Linked DNA regions of Sus scrofa: region 1 is linked to region 2. A link is a contact called in public HiChIP or PLAC-seq data. All regions are on one chromosome and are shown on one strand. The core of a region is the stretch at or near the end of the contact, and the rest is flanking DNA. Distances in the headings are between cores, read along the strand shown. Region 1 holds the start of FLOT2 (flotillin-2). Region 2 holds the start of TLCD1 (calfacilitin).

Region 1 (7,561 bases), core at 4,399-6,898, 160 kb after region 2:
GCTGGATCTAGGCCACATCTGTGATCTATGCCACAGCTCACGGCAATGCCGGATCCCCAACCCACTGAGGGAGGCCAGGGATTGAACTCGAATCCTCATGGATACTAGTCGGATTGCTTTTCACTGTGCCACAGCAGGAACTCCTGGAAACAGTTTTGACTAGGTGGAGGCTGGGGAATCGTGGCGCCCCACAAGTACGGGGGTGCTGCCAGGTTAGAGAGCTAGCCTCTGACACTGCTCACAGGGCGGCCAACTCTGTTTCCTTTGCACAGTGTGCAGGTGGCTGAGCCTGAGGCCCAGGGAACCAGGGGCAGCCCCACAGTGGGGTGGGAAGAGGTCTCGGAGGTCTCGGTCTGCTCCTGGGTAGTGGAAATACTTGTTCACAGGGCTGCCGCTCAAGATAAGCCACTCCGGTAGGGAATGACTGGCCAATGCAGACCTGCTGTATGGCCCAGGGAACTCTACCCAACATTCCGTGATGCTCTACGTGGGAAAAGAATCTGAAAAAGAACGGATGTGTGTCCATGTATAACTGAATCACTCTGTTGTACAGCAGAAGTTATCACAACATTGTAAATCTACTCTACTTCAATAAAACTGAAAAAAAAAAAGGTAAGCCACCGAAGGCTTCTCTCTCCAGGGGATGGAGTAGGGGAAGCCTCTAAGGACAAGCAGTCAACTTGAAATCCAAACCATCTCAGGATCCAGTGAAACTGGAAGAAGGTCAAAAAATCACAGCTTGTTCCACTTCCTCTGGCCTGGTGGGGGCTGGGCACAGCCTCCTCGGGCCAGCCCAGGGGACTTCTCAGTGTGCTGTGGGAGGGGCTGCTGCTGCTGGTGGGGAGGGGTGGGATAGGGGCAGGGGAACTAGGGTGGGCGGTCATACTTTAACGCATTCTTGACCTTGCAAGCAGGCTGCCACTGCTCCAACTGGGCCTCAGCCAAGGTAACATGGCCAGGTTCCCAGGGGGTGGCAACAACAGGAAGCTGCGACTGCCAGGCTGCCCCGCCCCCCGCAGTCTCCTCCTCTGGAAGGCATCTTCCTCCGGCTTCCCGGGCACACGCGCCTGAGCACCACCTCCAAAAGAGGACGCTTGGGTGGCCCTTCCTTGACCTCCCAAGGCCTCGGTGTCTCAAGATCTGGAAGTTCTTCCTAATTTTATCTCATTTTTTCTAATCCAACTTGGCTCTGCCCTCGACCAAGCTGAAAAATCACAAACTATCCCATGGTAACCTCTGCCCCTCTCTTAACCGGCCTCAGACCCAGGCGCCAGTCTGCCCTCTCAGGATCACTCCCGCCTTCCTCTCCCTCTTCCGCCCTTTTCTTCCTACTGGTCAAGGAGACCGTCTATATCCTCTCCTACAAGTGGGATTTTGCCTTTTTTTTCTTTAAGGCCACACCCATGGCATATGGAACTCTGGGCTAGGGGTTGAATCAGAACTGCAGCTGCCAGCCTACACCACAGCCACAGCAAAGCCAGATCCGAGCCGAGTCTGTGATCTCTGCCACACTTTGTGGCAACATCAGATCCTTAACCCACTGAGCAAGGCCGGGGATGGAACCTGAATTCTCATGGACATTAGCCAGGTTCTTAACACACTGAGCCACCATGGGAATTCCGGATCTTGCGTTTTTTGAGCCAAAAACACCCTTAGTAGTCTGGCAATGCCTGACTGTTCATAAATGCATAAAATACATGAGATACAAATTATATTGAAACTTATCACAATGTTAAAACAACCAAATGTATGTGACATAGTAATATGTGCCGTATGTAGTACATAGTATTATGTGTGAGAGGGTAATACTTTTTTTTTTTTTTTTTTTTTTTTTTTGTCTTTTTGCCTTTTCTTGAGCCGCTCCCACAGCATATGGAGGTTCCCAGGCTAAGGGTCTAATAGGAGCTGTAGCCAACAGCCTATGCCAGAGCCACAGCAACGTGGGATCTGGGCTGCGTCTGCAACCTACACCACAGCTCATGGCAACGCCGCATCCTTAACCCACTGAGCAAGGGCAGGGATCGAACCCGCAACCTTATGGTTCCTAGTCGGATTCGTTAACCACTGTGCCACGACAGGAACTCCAGAGTAATACATTAAATAAGATCTAGTGGTAGATTTAATAACTGACTTGATTTCAAAGCAGTGATAAACATAAATAATTTCTTTTTTGGCCATGCCTGCAGCATGTGGCTGTTCCTGGGCCAGGGGTTGAGCCCATGCCACAGCAGTGACCAGTGACAATGTTGGATCCTTAAACCACTATGCTATAAGGGAACTCCTAACATAACTGATTTTTTTTTTTTTCTTATTAGGGCTTCACCTACAGCATATGGAAGTACCCAGGCTAGGAGCTGAACTTGAGTGGTAGCAGCTGCCAGCCTACACCACAACCACAGCAACACAAGATCTAAGCCGAATCTGTGACCTATGCCACAGCTTGTGGCAACACTAGATCCTTAACCCACTGAGTAAGGAGGTCAGGGATCGAACCTAAATACTCATGGATACTGGTCAGATTCTTAACTCGCTGAGCCACAACAGGAATTCTCATACTTTTTTTTTTTTTTTTTTTTTTTTTTAAGCTGACCATAGCATATGAGTTCAGGCTAGGGTCCAATCAAGCTGTAGCACCAGCTACGCACAGCACCTGAGATCCGAACCGATCTGTGACTACCATAGCTACAGCAACGCTGATCTTACACTGACAGAGCAGGATTGAACTGATCTCATGCTGTAGTCAGTGTTAACACTGAGCCATAAGATCTGATTTTTTTTTTTTTTTTGCTTTTTAGGGCCACACCTGCAGCATATGGAGGTTCCCAGGCTAGGGGTCAAATTGGAGCTACAGCTGCTGGCCTACACCAGAGCCACAGCAACACAGGATCCTTAACCCACTGAGCAAGGTCAGGGATTGAACCTGCATCCTCATGATTACTAGTCAGACTCGTTTCCACTGCACCACAACAAGAACTCCTCGAAAATGATTTTTAAGGTAACTACAACAAAGCAACAAAGGCAGTACAGTAGGAAAATATTTGCTAATACTACCGAGGATTGTTGTTGACATTAATAATCATAAGAAACACTAAATTTCCGTTAAAGTTAGTGTCAATAAAAATGTACTCCCCCCAATCCAAAGATCTCTAAATTCTTTCTACAAACCCCAGGTTAAGAACTTCTGATCTACTGTGGAGATGAGAGAAAGGTGTATGGTATTTAGATTCTCCTTTTAAATTCCCAAGAGTAGAAACAGAGGAAAAGGTTTTGTATTACATAATTAAGGAGGGAAGTTAGACAAGAAGAACCTTTTTTTTTTTTTTTTGCCTTTTTGCCATTTCTTGGGCTGTGCGCTTGGCATATGGAGGTTCCCAGGCTAGGGGTAGCCACCGGCCTACACCAGAGCCAGAGCAACACGGGATCCAAACTGCGCCTGTGACCTACACCACAGCTCACGGCAACGCCAGACCCTTAACCCACTGAGTGAGGTCAGGGATCGAACCCACAACCTCATGGTTCCTAGTTGGATTCGTTAACCACTGCACCACGATGGGAACTCCCAAACCTCCAGACTTTTCAAGTGAAAAAGATAATGGTGAACTGTATCAGCATCCTCCTTCTGAAAGTGGGCTGTGTGAGATACCCCTGGACTTAGAGGCAGGCTCAGGTAACCAGGTGGGGGCAGGGCAGGGAGGCCACGAGTACAAGGGAGCTGCATCTTAGCATGATTATGTCAAATCCCAAGGTTCTATTATGCCGGGCATTATCTCTCTCTCTTCTCTTCCACCCTCCCTTGACTCCAGCACTCTTAATTCTCAGCACGCCTCCTCTCCACACCATTAAAACAGCTTCTAAGCCAGCCCTGCTTTGGCCACTGGCCAGGGGACCAGGTTCCTGGCAACTGGAAGGCACAGTGCAGGGTTTCCTCCTGCCTCCAGTCTCAAGGGTCTCTACAAGGACGAGAGCGGAGATTTTGTCTCCTTGGCCCAGAGTCTGGGCTTCTAGAAAGAAACTCCACAAGCAAAACCAAGTGCAGTGTGGCTCAGATTGGGGTTTCTACAAGCTTCTCTAGGGGTGGGGGCTGGGAGACTGGCCCAGGTCTTTTGTTTTTGTTTTTATGGCTGTACCCAAGGCATATGGAAGTTCTCTGGCCAGGGATTGAATCCAAGTCACAGCTGCGACCTATGCCACAGCTGCAGCAATGCTGGATCCTTAAACCCACTGTGCCTGGATGGGGCTCTAACCTGTGCCTCCACAGCGACTTGGGTGGCATTCTTGACCCATTGCACCAAGGCAGGCGGGAACCCCTGGCCCAGGTCTTACAGAGGTGTAGGTTTGGCCTCAGTGCTCTCTGGGGGTCTCCCTAGTGACCTTACGGCTAGCTCTGGTTTTCAGGGAGGTAAAGAATCTTAAATTCCCCCACAGGGGTAAGGTCTTAGTGAGGGAGAGTGGGGATTTCCTGTCCCAGGGAAATCAATTTTGAGATCCACACTGAGCCAGAGGCCATGTTCTGGGGTGAAAGTTTCCAATGGATTCATCACACCTCTCAAAGGTGGACAGCTTCCTGCCCTGGCCCAGCACACCCTCTTCTGCTCAATTCTAGAGCCAGCCCTAACGACTCTGTGCACAGGCGGAGAATCCACACTGACAGTGGGAAGTAAAGACAGGAGGGATTCCTGCAGCTACAGGCCTCCAAGCTGTCAGGAAACAGGCCCTCTCCCCAGCACCTGTGAGCTTGGGCTGCACAAATTGATGGCTTGAAAGGCTCCAGCCTCTTCCTCAAATTCCCAAATATACAACATACACAGCAGCCTTAGGACAAGATCCCTCTCATCTCCCCAATACTGCAGTCCCCCGGCCCCACCTAAGCTCACAGAAATTCTGGAGCCTGCAGCATTTTGCAACCTGAGCGACACAGCCCAGAGCCCGGTTTCGCAACCTGTAGAGGCCGCACCCGCGTTTCCCAGGCGGGCAGTGCCAATAAACCAGCACGCCCCAGCCTGCTGGGAATTAACGGGTCTGTGCCCAGATGGGCACCTGCCTTCCAAGGCTGCGTGACCCACCCTAGTCCCGGGCGCTGGCATCCAGCCAAACTGTGTTCCCGGAACCCCAAGGCTTCAGTTCAGGACCCCCTAGGCCACAGGGGCGACCCTGCTAGGGGAGGAGACGAAGGAAGGAGGGAATAAACACCGGCAAACACGCAGCGGGGGAAGGCGGGGGGAGAGCCCGGCGAGTGCCCGAGAACGCGGGGCAGGAAGGTGGAGCACAGGGGTCCCTCCTGAAAGGGTCTCAGGTGCGGCCCGGGAAGCCGCGGACTCAGGCCCCACCTCCCGCGCTGCCCCCCACCCGCGGAGCCCCTCCCCGTCCGCTGCCCAGCCCGGTCCCCGCCCTCCCGGGCACGGCCCCCCGCCCCAAACGTCTCCGGCCCCCCTCCCCCGCCGCCCCCTCACCTGAAACCACCAGCGCCTCGTTGGGCCCCACCGTGTGGCAATTGCCCATGGCGCCGGAGGGACGGAGGGCCCTCGGGGGGCCGCCGAGACCTGGACAGCAGCAGCGGGCCCGCACCGCCGGCCGCGCCCAGCCTATCCCGCCACCCCCAGCGGCCGCCCGCCGGCGCCCCTCCGCGGCCGCAGCCTCGCCGGAAGTGTGGCGGCGGAGGGCGGGGCCGGCGTGTGGAGGGAGGCGGCCCGAGCCAGGCTGTCAACACGCTCGATTTTAATTTTCAAAGTATTTGGCCCAGCCTGCCCGGCCTGTGGAAGTTCCCAGGCCAGAGATCGAACCCGGGTCGCAGCAGTGACAACGCAGGATCCTTAACCTGCTGTGCCATCAGGGAGCTCTTCAAGTGGTTGTATTACACAGAGCTGGCATCGTGGGGGCTCGGCCCTCAAGCAGTCCTGAAGGCGTTCCTTGGGGAGCCTGGATAACAACTGCCACGCCCCGCCTCGCCTCCCAGCACCCACCTTACAGGGGTGGGCCCTGGAGTCAGCCCGCCTGGGCCTGGGCTCCGATCTCAGTCCCTGCTCTTTCTAGCGGAGATCCGGAACGAGTTCCCTCTCTGGCTGCCTAGTCCCGCCTCTGGAAAGTGGGAATAATGTAACTAGGTGATCGCAAAGGGCACAACTGAACAATTCTCCATACTGATGGTGCATCAGATTAAAAATGCCCAGGCCTCCATCATCCAGGGCTGAGTGTTCCTCAGGGTAGAGCCTGGAGATAAGAAATTCAAATTCCTGAGGAGCAGCATCTGGCACAACCGCCCCCCCTCCCCGCCCCCCGGGCTTACTGTCACTCTCAGGAAGAAATCATCACCCTTTATTTCCTTCAACCAGGAAAAGAGCTCTCCAGGACATATACCTTGAAGCCCCCACAAAGTGACCATGGAGGTAAAAATCTCAACCACCTCAGTGTCCAGTGCATGACCATAGCCTGGTACATGGCTAAGGCTTTCAAGGATCACCCAGAGCCTTAGAAAGCTTCCCAGCCCGGAGGTTAGGAGGCTTGGGGCTCTGGTTCAGCTTTAACTGGAATTCGGCGTGTGACCTTGGACAAGTCTGGTGAACTCTGAGGGCTGGTGTAGGGTTCAGAAGCTGCGGGCTCCTCAGGGTGGGGGCTGCTCAGAGAAGATGGGACTCCTGGGTCCACAGGCTGGGGCTCTTCATCAGATTCAGCATCTTCCCCTGGCTCAAGCCCTGCCAGCCTTTTGCTGGCCTCCCACAGCCGATGGGCTGCCCGGTCGTCTCTGGCGGCTGGGGGCACCTCTTCCACATGGCAGTTGGCAAAGTATCTCCCACTGAGGGGCTCAATGCCCTCCTGCAGAGCGCAGTACAGAGGTGTCTGGGCACCCCCTCGTGGTGCCCGCAGCACCAGCCAAGCCAGTGGGCACAAAAGTGGGCGTAGCCATCTGGGAACGTGGCGTAGGAACAACTCTGAGTTGACGGGACCTGGGAACAGGAAGAAAGGAAGGAGAGGGAGAAGAGTGGGTAAGGGCTCATGGTAAAAGCAGCAAGAACAGGGTTAGAAGGGAGGAGGGAACAGAGTCCAATTCCAGGGGAACCAGGGTAAGATTTACCAGGCATTCAGGGCCCCACAAGCCAAGCTAACTCATTTCTTTTTCTTTTTTTTTTTTTTTTTTTTTTGTCTTTTTAGGGCCACACCTGTGGCATAAGGAAGTTCCCAGACTAGGGGTCAAATTGGAGCCACAGCAACTGCCAGATCCACGCCTCAACTGCAACCTACACCACAACTCATGGCAACGCAGGATCCCTAACCCACTGAGCAAGGCCAGGAATCGAACCTGCATCCTCATGGATTCTAGTTGAGTTCCTTAACTGCTAAGCCACAATAGGAACTCCCAACATAACTCATTTCTAACAGCAAGCTGCCTCTTCTCCGTCCAAACTCCTTATAAATCCTCATCTTCCAGATTTTGATTATGCTGTGTCTCTAGCCTGGAACAATTCTGTCTCTCTCCACCTTTTCTACTAGCTCAAGTCCTGTTCCTCTGTTTAAACATCAAACATTTATTCACACCTATTGTAGACCAGCCCCTGTTTTGGATATT
Region 2 (7,772 bases), core at 3,307-5,806:
AGCCATCGGCCTACGCCAGAGCCACAGCAACGGGGGATCCGAGCTGCGTCTGCAACCTACATCACAGCTCACGGCAACGCCGGATCCTTAACCCGCTGAGCAAGGGCAGGGACCAAACCCGAAAACTCATGGTTCCTAGTCGGATTCGTTAACCACTGTGCCACGACGGGAACTCCTGGGTTATTCTAGATTGATGAGATTCATTTGTCTCCACTGTGAAGGCCTGTAGCAGCTTTTTTCACTCACTTCTTTACACTCAAGGAATGGTCTGGCAGAGTGGGCAAAAGGTTAGGGTGCTTGATAGTTTTGGTGTCACACTGCTAGTAATGACTGGCCTTAAGGAGCACAGTTTAGAGTAGAGCCATGGTAGTAGTTAACCACCAGTGAGGACCCACTGCTTTCAAAGAAAAATAGTATGCTCTTGGAGAAAAGGACTTGATAAGGCTTTTTACCTCCACTTGAACCTAGATTTAGCAAGATGAGATGTTGAGATCTTACCTTTAGCTTCAAAACAGGACGATGTATCCAGGCAAATAGAGCCTTGCTTCTCTTTAAGTTTCAGGTGGAAAGATGTGTTGGGTGCGTTCAAGCTGCTGAATCTTTAACGTGAGCTAGCTGTAAATAAAAAGCTTTTAGAATTGATGGCCTGGGATTTCCTGCTGAGGTGCAGTGGTTGGTTTAAGGACCCTAATGCAGCGGCTCAGGTCACTGCTGGGGTACAGGTTTGAACCCTGGCCTGGGAACCTCCATGTGCTGCGGGCGTGGCCATAAAAAGAAGGAATCCATGGCCTGCAAGCCCTCGGAAGGGGCAAAATAATTGATTCTGCATCATGGTGAAGCATTAACATTCTTTGGAATCCTAGCCTGGGTTTCAAGATTCTGTGATATGTGTATTTTGGGGTTATCTAACCTCTTAAGTCTTGGGTTTCTTCTAGAAATTTGCCCTTCAGAAATGTTGAGGTCAGATAAAGAATGAAGACGTCTGGAACTCAGATCAGTGTTTAATCACTTAAAGGATGAAAGCCCTTCATAGGAAAGAGCACCAGGGTTCTGCCCCATGCTGAGCCTTCAGGTCCCCAGGCTTTGGGGTGCACATGATGACACCGTTAAGCGACCAAAGTCTGACAGAAATGATTGCTGCCTCGTTGTCTGATGCACTTGGGCTCCAGAAGAGGGCCCACCTTTTCTTTTACTGGGCCCAAGCCAGGTGACCCCTTTTTGCCTCTCCCAGGCTTGACCACTATGCCATCATCAAGTTCCCCCTCACCACTGAGTCAGCCATGAAGAAAATAGAAGACAACAACACACTTGTGTTCATTGTGGATGTCAAGGCCAACAAGCACCAGATTAAACAGGCTGTGAAGAAGCTCTATGACATTGATGTGGCTAAGGTCAACACTTTGATCAGGTGAGGGAGGTCCCACGGGGTGGGGAGGAGGCCAGCACCTCTGTCGGAAACCAGAAAACCTGAATGGAATGAAATTCTTTGATGCTGCTTTTGGGGTCAGAAGTAGGCTTTCCAGTGTGTAAGCCTTGAGAAGTGGGCAGTCCCTGCTACATTTACAGTCCCTTGTATGGAGTATGGATTTCGAACTGTCCTGCCTCTAGGGCTTGGGGGGATGGTGCTCATTTTCTTGATCCCTGTCTTTAGACAGAAGCAGGCCCGAGAGTAACATACAGTTAACATCAGAACACCTGCGGTGTTTCCCATAAAATGAAACTGGCTCCTTTTGTGGCTTAGTGGGGTCACTGATCCCCTCTGTGCAAATGATGGAAAAACTGCTGTGTGTGTGTGGGGGGGGAATGACATGAACAAAGGAACCACTGATGTGCCAGAAGACTGGGGAGGAAGAGAGTGTATAGGGGCAGGGAGGGCAGCAAGGACTAAGGCTTCCTTCTCCACCCTAGGCCTGATGGAGAGAAGAAGGCATATGTTCGACTAGCTCCTGACTATGATGCTTTGGATGTTGCTAACAAAGTAAGCTTCCTTTACTACAAACTCCTTAACACCCCCCTTCCTGGGTGCAAATGATGTATCTCTAAGCGACCAAAGCCTGAATCAAACTTCGGTGATTAGTCTCAACTGACTGACTGCACCCCTGTCTTACCCCTTATCTTGTGCCCTCATTTTGCATTTTAACTATGACATTCCCACTTTAATCTTCACATTTCAGCTCCCAGTAACAAAGCTCCCTTTTGTTTTTCAGATTGGGATCATCTAAACTGAGTCCAGCTGGCTAATTCTAAATATAAAAGTCATCACTAAATGCATGCTTTTTTGTCTGTATGTTGATTTCTGGTTGGGAGGCCTTACTGTGGTATATACACACCTGAGTAAGAGGGCTTGGGCAAGACTCTTGGTCTCAGTTACCTAACCCTGTTGGGACACTTGGCACTGTCACCTCACCATACTTATGTCAGTGACCAGACTGGGGTTGGTGTTTTTAGGACAACTACAGCTTGCCTCCATCACAGAGGTAAGAGACCAAGCAAGAAGCTTTACAAGAACCTTTTCCTTTATCTCTGGAAGAGGCTTTGTATAAAACCAATACTCAGTTTTCATTAGCACCCATTTTAGGGCAGTGCGAGTTGGCTGCTGGCTTTCCCGTAGCACCTTGTCCCCACACCCATCTACTCTGTCCAACCGGTCTGTCTGCTTCCCTCATCCCTTGCCCAAGAAAGGACAAGGACTTCAGAAGAGTACTTTCATTAGGGTTTTCAATAGTAGGTGCAGATGTGAAAGGTGGAGAGCATGGCCCCAGAGGACGCCTCAGGTGAGGGCTGAAGTCTCAGTTTATATGTGAGGCTGTTTTTTGTCACAAGTCCCTGGGTCTGTGCTTTTCACTCGGTCAAGAACTTGTCCTTGTGTTTCTGCCTGGGTATCTGCTCAGGGCAGAAGTCAGAGCGGAGGAGGCGGGAAAAATAGATGAGGATCATGACATCCAGCATGAGCAGGATGCTCAGCAGGAAGGTTCCCAGGGTCCTTTGGCCAGCATAACCCAGGAAGAGATAGGTGAGGTAGGCCTGAGGGGCTAGGCGGAAGAGAAGATACATGACCAAGTTGATGTATTTGTTGACCCGATAGAGGAGGAGATCTTGGGCGTTACTGATTTTCATCATCATGCGTATCGTGAGGAAGATGTTGCTGACCTCCACCAGCAGGGTTAGGACACCGCCACCAACAAATCTGCTCCAAAAGATGCCTGAAAAGAAGGCACCCATGGCCTACAAGGCAAGGGAGAGAATGGGTTAGGGAACTCAGATGCCAAAGCTTTTCTGGAAGTTGGTGGGAATATGAAGGCTACAAGATTGGGGGCTAGGAAATCCTCCCGTTTGCATCTTTTGGAAACACAGTGTATTCAATACAATTACATTTTGAACCCTATCCACAAGTTCTTGCTATGGGTGGAGTTTTCAGGCAAAGAAAATGAGGCCACGATTGCTGGCCTCAAGTAGTGAAGCAAGGGTACAGAGACTACCAACCCTCAGCATTCTAGCATTAGACCATAGGCCCCTGGGTGGGGTTATCTCCCAGATTCAAAAAGGCTTAGATTAGGTTGCTAGCACCAGGCCTATTCCACATCCCCTGCTCACTTACCATGACGTGATGGACAAGGTATTCCCAAGAAGCCCGTGATTGATGACTAACCACGATATCCACCGTGTCGTGGATGAAATACCCTAGCCGAGGGATGGGGAAGAGGTCATAAACGGGACTGAGCAAGAAACATTCCTGTCCCTCCCAACTACTTAATACGAAGCAAGACCTACCTGCAGAGAAACAAACGAGCAGATAGCCAGAAAGCGACCATGCTGTTTCAATCTCTACCAGCATCTCCGGGGTCTGCCATATACTGGATGGGAGGGAAGAAGGCAGGCGCTTCACTCGGTATCCCCAAGGACCCACAACCATGCCAGTGCCCGGGGAGTCTGGGCTGGTGCTATTGGCTGACCGGGAGCGAGGAGGGGCTTGGCTGAAACCCAGGTGTTCGCCGTTTCCCAGGTGAGAACCCCCCTCCCCTGGGGCTGCAGCCGCTCCTGGTTGGACAGCATTCTAAACCGGGAATCAGGTGAGACTGCCTGGGCCTCAGCCCGCCAATGAGTGATGGGAAGAGTAATGCGGGATCCCCTAGCCGCCTTCACTCCCCCAGTCCTTCACTCACCACAGCAGCGCCCAGGTCCCTGACACAATGGAATGGGCGAAGGAGACGAGCAGGTTGTGCCAGCGCCAGGTGCGCAGGGGGTCGGCGCGCACGTGCGCCGGTAGGGCCAGGCGACAGAGCGCGTGCCGGAGCGCCCGGAAGGTCAGCGTGGCGCCCAGGAGCAGCGGCAGGGCGGGGAGCAGCATTGGGGGCATGCTGACCCTCCCTGCCTTCTGTCTGTTCGCCCTCTAGGCCGCCTCCTCCGGCAGTTCGGGAAAGGGACTTTCTTTTGGGCTGGTCCACCCCCGACGCCTTTCCTGGCGGCCGCCAGCCTCACACACACTGTCTCCGCGGAGCCCTGTAGGCCCCCTTCGCTCCTCCCGTCCCTTCCCGTCCGGCCTCTGCCCCCGCCCCCAACCACCCGCGCCCCCGCCCCGCCCCGCCCTCCTGTCCCCGCCCCTCCGGCGCCTCCGCAGCGCGGAGGGCGAGAGCCCCATTTCCCCTCAGGCCCCCCAGGCCCCGCCAGGCTCCCGCGGACTTTGGGCAAAAGAGGCTGTCCTGGGGCCGCCACCGCCAAGCCACCCCTCGCTGGCGCCTCCCGACTGCCGACGGAGTCCCGCTTCGCTCGCCTGGCCTGGTTAACCCAAATCCCCTGGCGTCCCAGCTCCCCTGCCTGGGCGGGCCCTGAGAGAACTCTCTCCTCCCTTACCTCCTTTACCCGCAAAGCTGGGCGGGACCCGTCACGCACCCACGTCTTTTAAATCCCTAAACCTGGGGACCAGCCGGTGCCCCGTATCCGACGATGATCTCTCAGACCGTATTTTTCCGCTAGCATCTTCAGGCCAGAGTCGAACACGTTTACCTGCCTCTACCTCATCCCGCCCAAGTCACTGCCTAGAATCTGTCGACTAACCTATCACCACCCCTCCTCCCAGCCGGCTCTTGGGCTCCTGGGGCCGCGCGGCAGTCACAGTCCTCCCTCAGACAGTCCCAGCTCTCTTCTCCCCGCTTCCTGGAGGCCGGAGCGGGGAAGACGGCCGATGTGCCCAGGCCACCAGGGTGACCCTCACTTTGCCGGCCAGTGGCCTGGAGCAGTTGCAACTCACGACCGCTAGGTGACAGCCTGTCCTCACGCGGCGTGGGATCCCCTCCCGGCGTACAAGGAAGGAGGTGGTGTTTTTGCCCAAGAGTTAACCAGACTCAGCGAACGAAAGGGCGGAGGTAAAAGAGAAGGGAGTAGTTGGAGCGGGGGTGGGGGGCTGCTCTGAGAGTGAGGGAAAACCAGAAGCCTGAGGCGCCAAGAGGTTTGGGTGTTTGCTCTGCCTCCCCTGATGGCTCCAAGGTTACACATTAACCTCTCTGGGGCTCCGGGTCAACCAAGGCCTGATCAGTTTCTAGGTGAGAACACGGAGTGTCCCAGCTGAGTGGCTTTCCCCCTTGCCCTCCTCTGCTCACAGGGCAGCTTTGTCCGCCGGACACCCTGGCCTGAGCCAGCTACCAACAGGCCCTCATGGGGCCTTTCCAGTGGTCATTCCACGTGGGTAGTTTTGGGTACCCTTTCAAGGGCCAGGGTGGGAACAGAAGATAAACACCCCTTTCCTCACGTTCCTCACCCACTCAGAAATAGGGACGCTATCCCTTAGCTAATCATCGTCCTTCCTGCTACCTTAACTGAGATTTTATAGAGGTCATGAAGGGCAGAAGGCGGTGGGTAGACACCTGGAATTAAACTCACTTCCGGCCAAGATCTTAGACTATTGTACTACTAACCAGCCCCCCACCTCTGGGCAGAAGATTTGAACCCATATCAGGCGAATGATTCTTTCCTCCTCTCCCGCCTGGATGCCTTCAGGTGGTAGTCCCGTTCCCTCCCATTTTCCCCCAAGGAAGTTCTCCCTAGTTGAGTATTGAAGGCAGATTTCCCTGCGGCAGCGGCAGCGCTGTGTGTGTGCGTTGGGGAGTTGGTGTTGACAAGCGCAGGGCTCAGTCTTGACAGCAGTGTCACCTTCTGCCTAGTCGAATCAACTTGCACAGCTCGGGATTTCCCCGGTTCCTCCCTAGGCAAACACGAAACTAACCCTGCACCCTGCCCCACAGACCGAGAGCGCTGACTCTCTCGGTTCAATTTTGGTAGTGTCTATCGTTTGCATGCCAGTGAGAATCTGCCCTATCCTTCGAAGCAGTCACTAGTTTGCAAAGAGGGATGCGGAGCGAGATCGGTCCTCGCCTCCAACCCTCATTCGGCGTGCGCAGGGAACCCCTCCAGTCTAAGAAAGCTTTGCGAGGGCGAGATGCGTGTGTGGGAGGTGGCTGGTGCTGTGTTGGCCTTTGCGGAGCGCGCCCCCCAAAACAGCGTATTACTCCATTCCTTGGACCCTGGAAGGGCGACTGCGGATCCCGGCCACAGGAACCCTGCAAAACAGCCAAAGCAGATGAGAGGCTGAACCAACACCCAACTCCCCCGGCTCCGCCCCGTAATTATCTTGCAGAGCAGGAGGCGTGGCTCTAGAGAAGGCGGGTTCGCGCAAGCGCCGCGCCTGGGCTTGAGGATTCCGGAAATGTGACTCTGAAAAATGAGATGGAGAAGTACGAGCGGATCCGAGTGGTGGGGAGAGGTGCCTTCGGGTGAGCCAGGGCTCTGGGGGAGGAAATTGCTACGGGAGAGGGAAAATAAGCCCCGCGAAATCGCTAAGCGCGAAATCGTTGCCTGCTCAGCCCCGCCCCGAAGCGTTAGCGCCCTCTACGAGAAGCCCCGCCCAGGCTTCCGGTCCCGGTCCTGGATGGGAAACTCCGCCTCCAAGGAGGTCACGCCCCTGGCTCTTCTCTGCGCCCCCGCAGAGTTCTGTTGCTCTATCCTGATTCATTCATTCAACAAATATTGAGCGGCAACTATACACGTCAGGATCTTGGTGCTGTGCACACAGCTAAGCCCAAAAGAGGCGTGGTCTTTTCCCTCTCCGAGCTTACAGACTAACGGAAAATTAGAAAATAAACAGGACATTGTTAAAGCAGTGATCAACAAACTGCCTGTGAGAATAGAGTACACCACCAGGGAGTATTCCTTTGGGGTGGTGAAAGAAAATTTCTCGGATAGTTGAGATTTAATGCCAAGACTTGAGGAATGAGGACCAGAAGTCGGAAGAAGGTAGAGTTTCTCAAGCAGAGGAACCAGTTTATGCGAAGGTCCTCACGTGGGAACGAATGCAGAGTATTCAAGGAACTGAGAAAAAGACTAATGTAGTTGGAATGTAGTGAGCAAGGTAAAGATGGAATAAAATGTTATTGTCACAGAGGGCGGAAACCAGATTATGGCTGCTGTAGGCTGAGATTAAGAAGTTGAATATATTTGCAGTGTAAAGGAAAGAGGTTTAAGCAAAGGAATGGTCTTTGCATTTTAAAAAATGTCACTCTGGAAGTTCCCGTCTTGGCTCAGCGGTTAGCAAACCCGACTTGCATCCATGAGGACATGGGTTCCATCCCTGGCCTCACTCACTGGGTTAAGGATCCTGTGTTACCATGAGCTATGGTGTAGTTGCAGATACAGCTCAGATCCCACTTTGCAGTGGTGGTGGTGTAGGCTGGGGGCTACAGCTCCGATTGGACCACTAGCCTGGGAATTGCCACATGCCT

The links. HiChIP or PLAC-seq counts read pairs in DNA pulled down with a chosen protein or histone mark.
Region 1: a contact with region 2 is called in an H3K27ac HiChIP or PLAC-seq map of alveolar macrophages. The contact joins the promoter of FLOT2 here to the promoter of TLCD1 in region 2. A contact is called at or near these places in 2 of 5 promoter capture datasets (fetal liver and liver), 3 of 47 Hi-C or Micro-C datasets (embryonic fibroblasts and liver) and 1 of 2 datasets of contacts at active chromatin or transcription factors (alveolar macrophages).

Annotation. Positions count from the first base shown.
Region 1 is chr12:45,114,855-45,122,415 of Sscrofa11.1, forward strand. FLOT2 (flotillin-2) reads right to left here and starts at 5,649. Exons shown (of 11, transcript XM_021067496.1): 1 at 5,451-5,649. The coding sequence starts at 5,499. DHRS13 (dehydrogenase/reductase SDR family member 13) reads right to left here. Exons shown (of 5, transcript XM_021067495.1): 5 at 6,292-6,941. The coding sequence ends at 6,490.
Region 2 is chr12:44,958,467-44,966,238 of Sscrofa11.1, forward strand. TLCD1 (calfacilitin) reads right to left here and starts at 4,557. Exons shown (of 3, transcript XM_013989985.2): 1 at 4,164-4,557; 2 at 3,599-3,854; 3 at 2,499-3,225. The coding sequence starts at 4,357. The coding sequence ends at 2,842. It overlaps NEK8 (serine/threonine-protein kinase Nek8), which reads left to right and starts at 4,629. Exons shown (of 16, transcript XM_021067481.1): 1 at 4,629-5,363; 2 at 6,632-6,767. The coding sequence starts at 6,721. RPL23A (60S ribosomal protein L23a) reads left to right here. Exons shown (of 5, transcript XM_003131772.3): 3 at 1,232-1,408; 4 at 1,909-1,978; 5 at 2,208-2,271. The coding sequence ends at 2,222.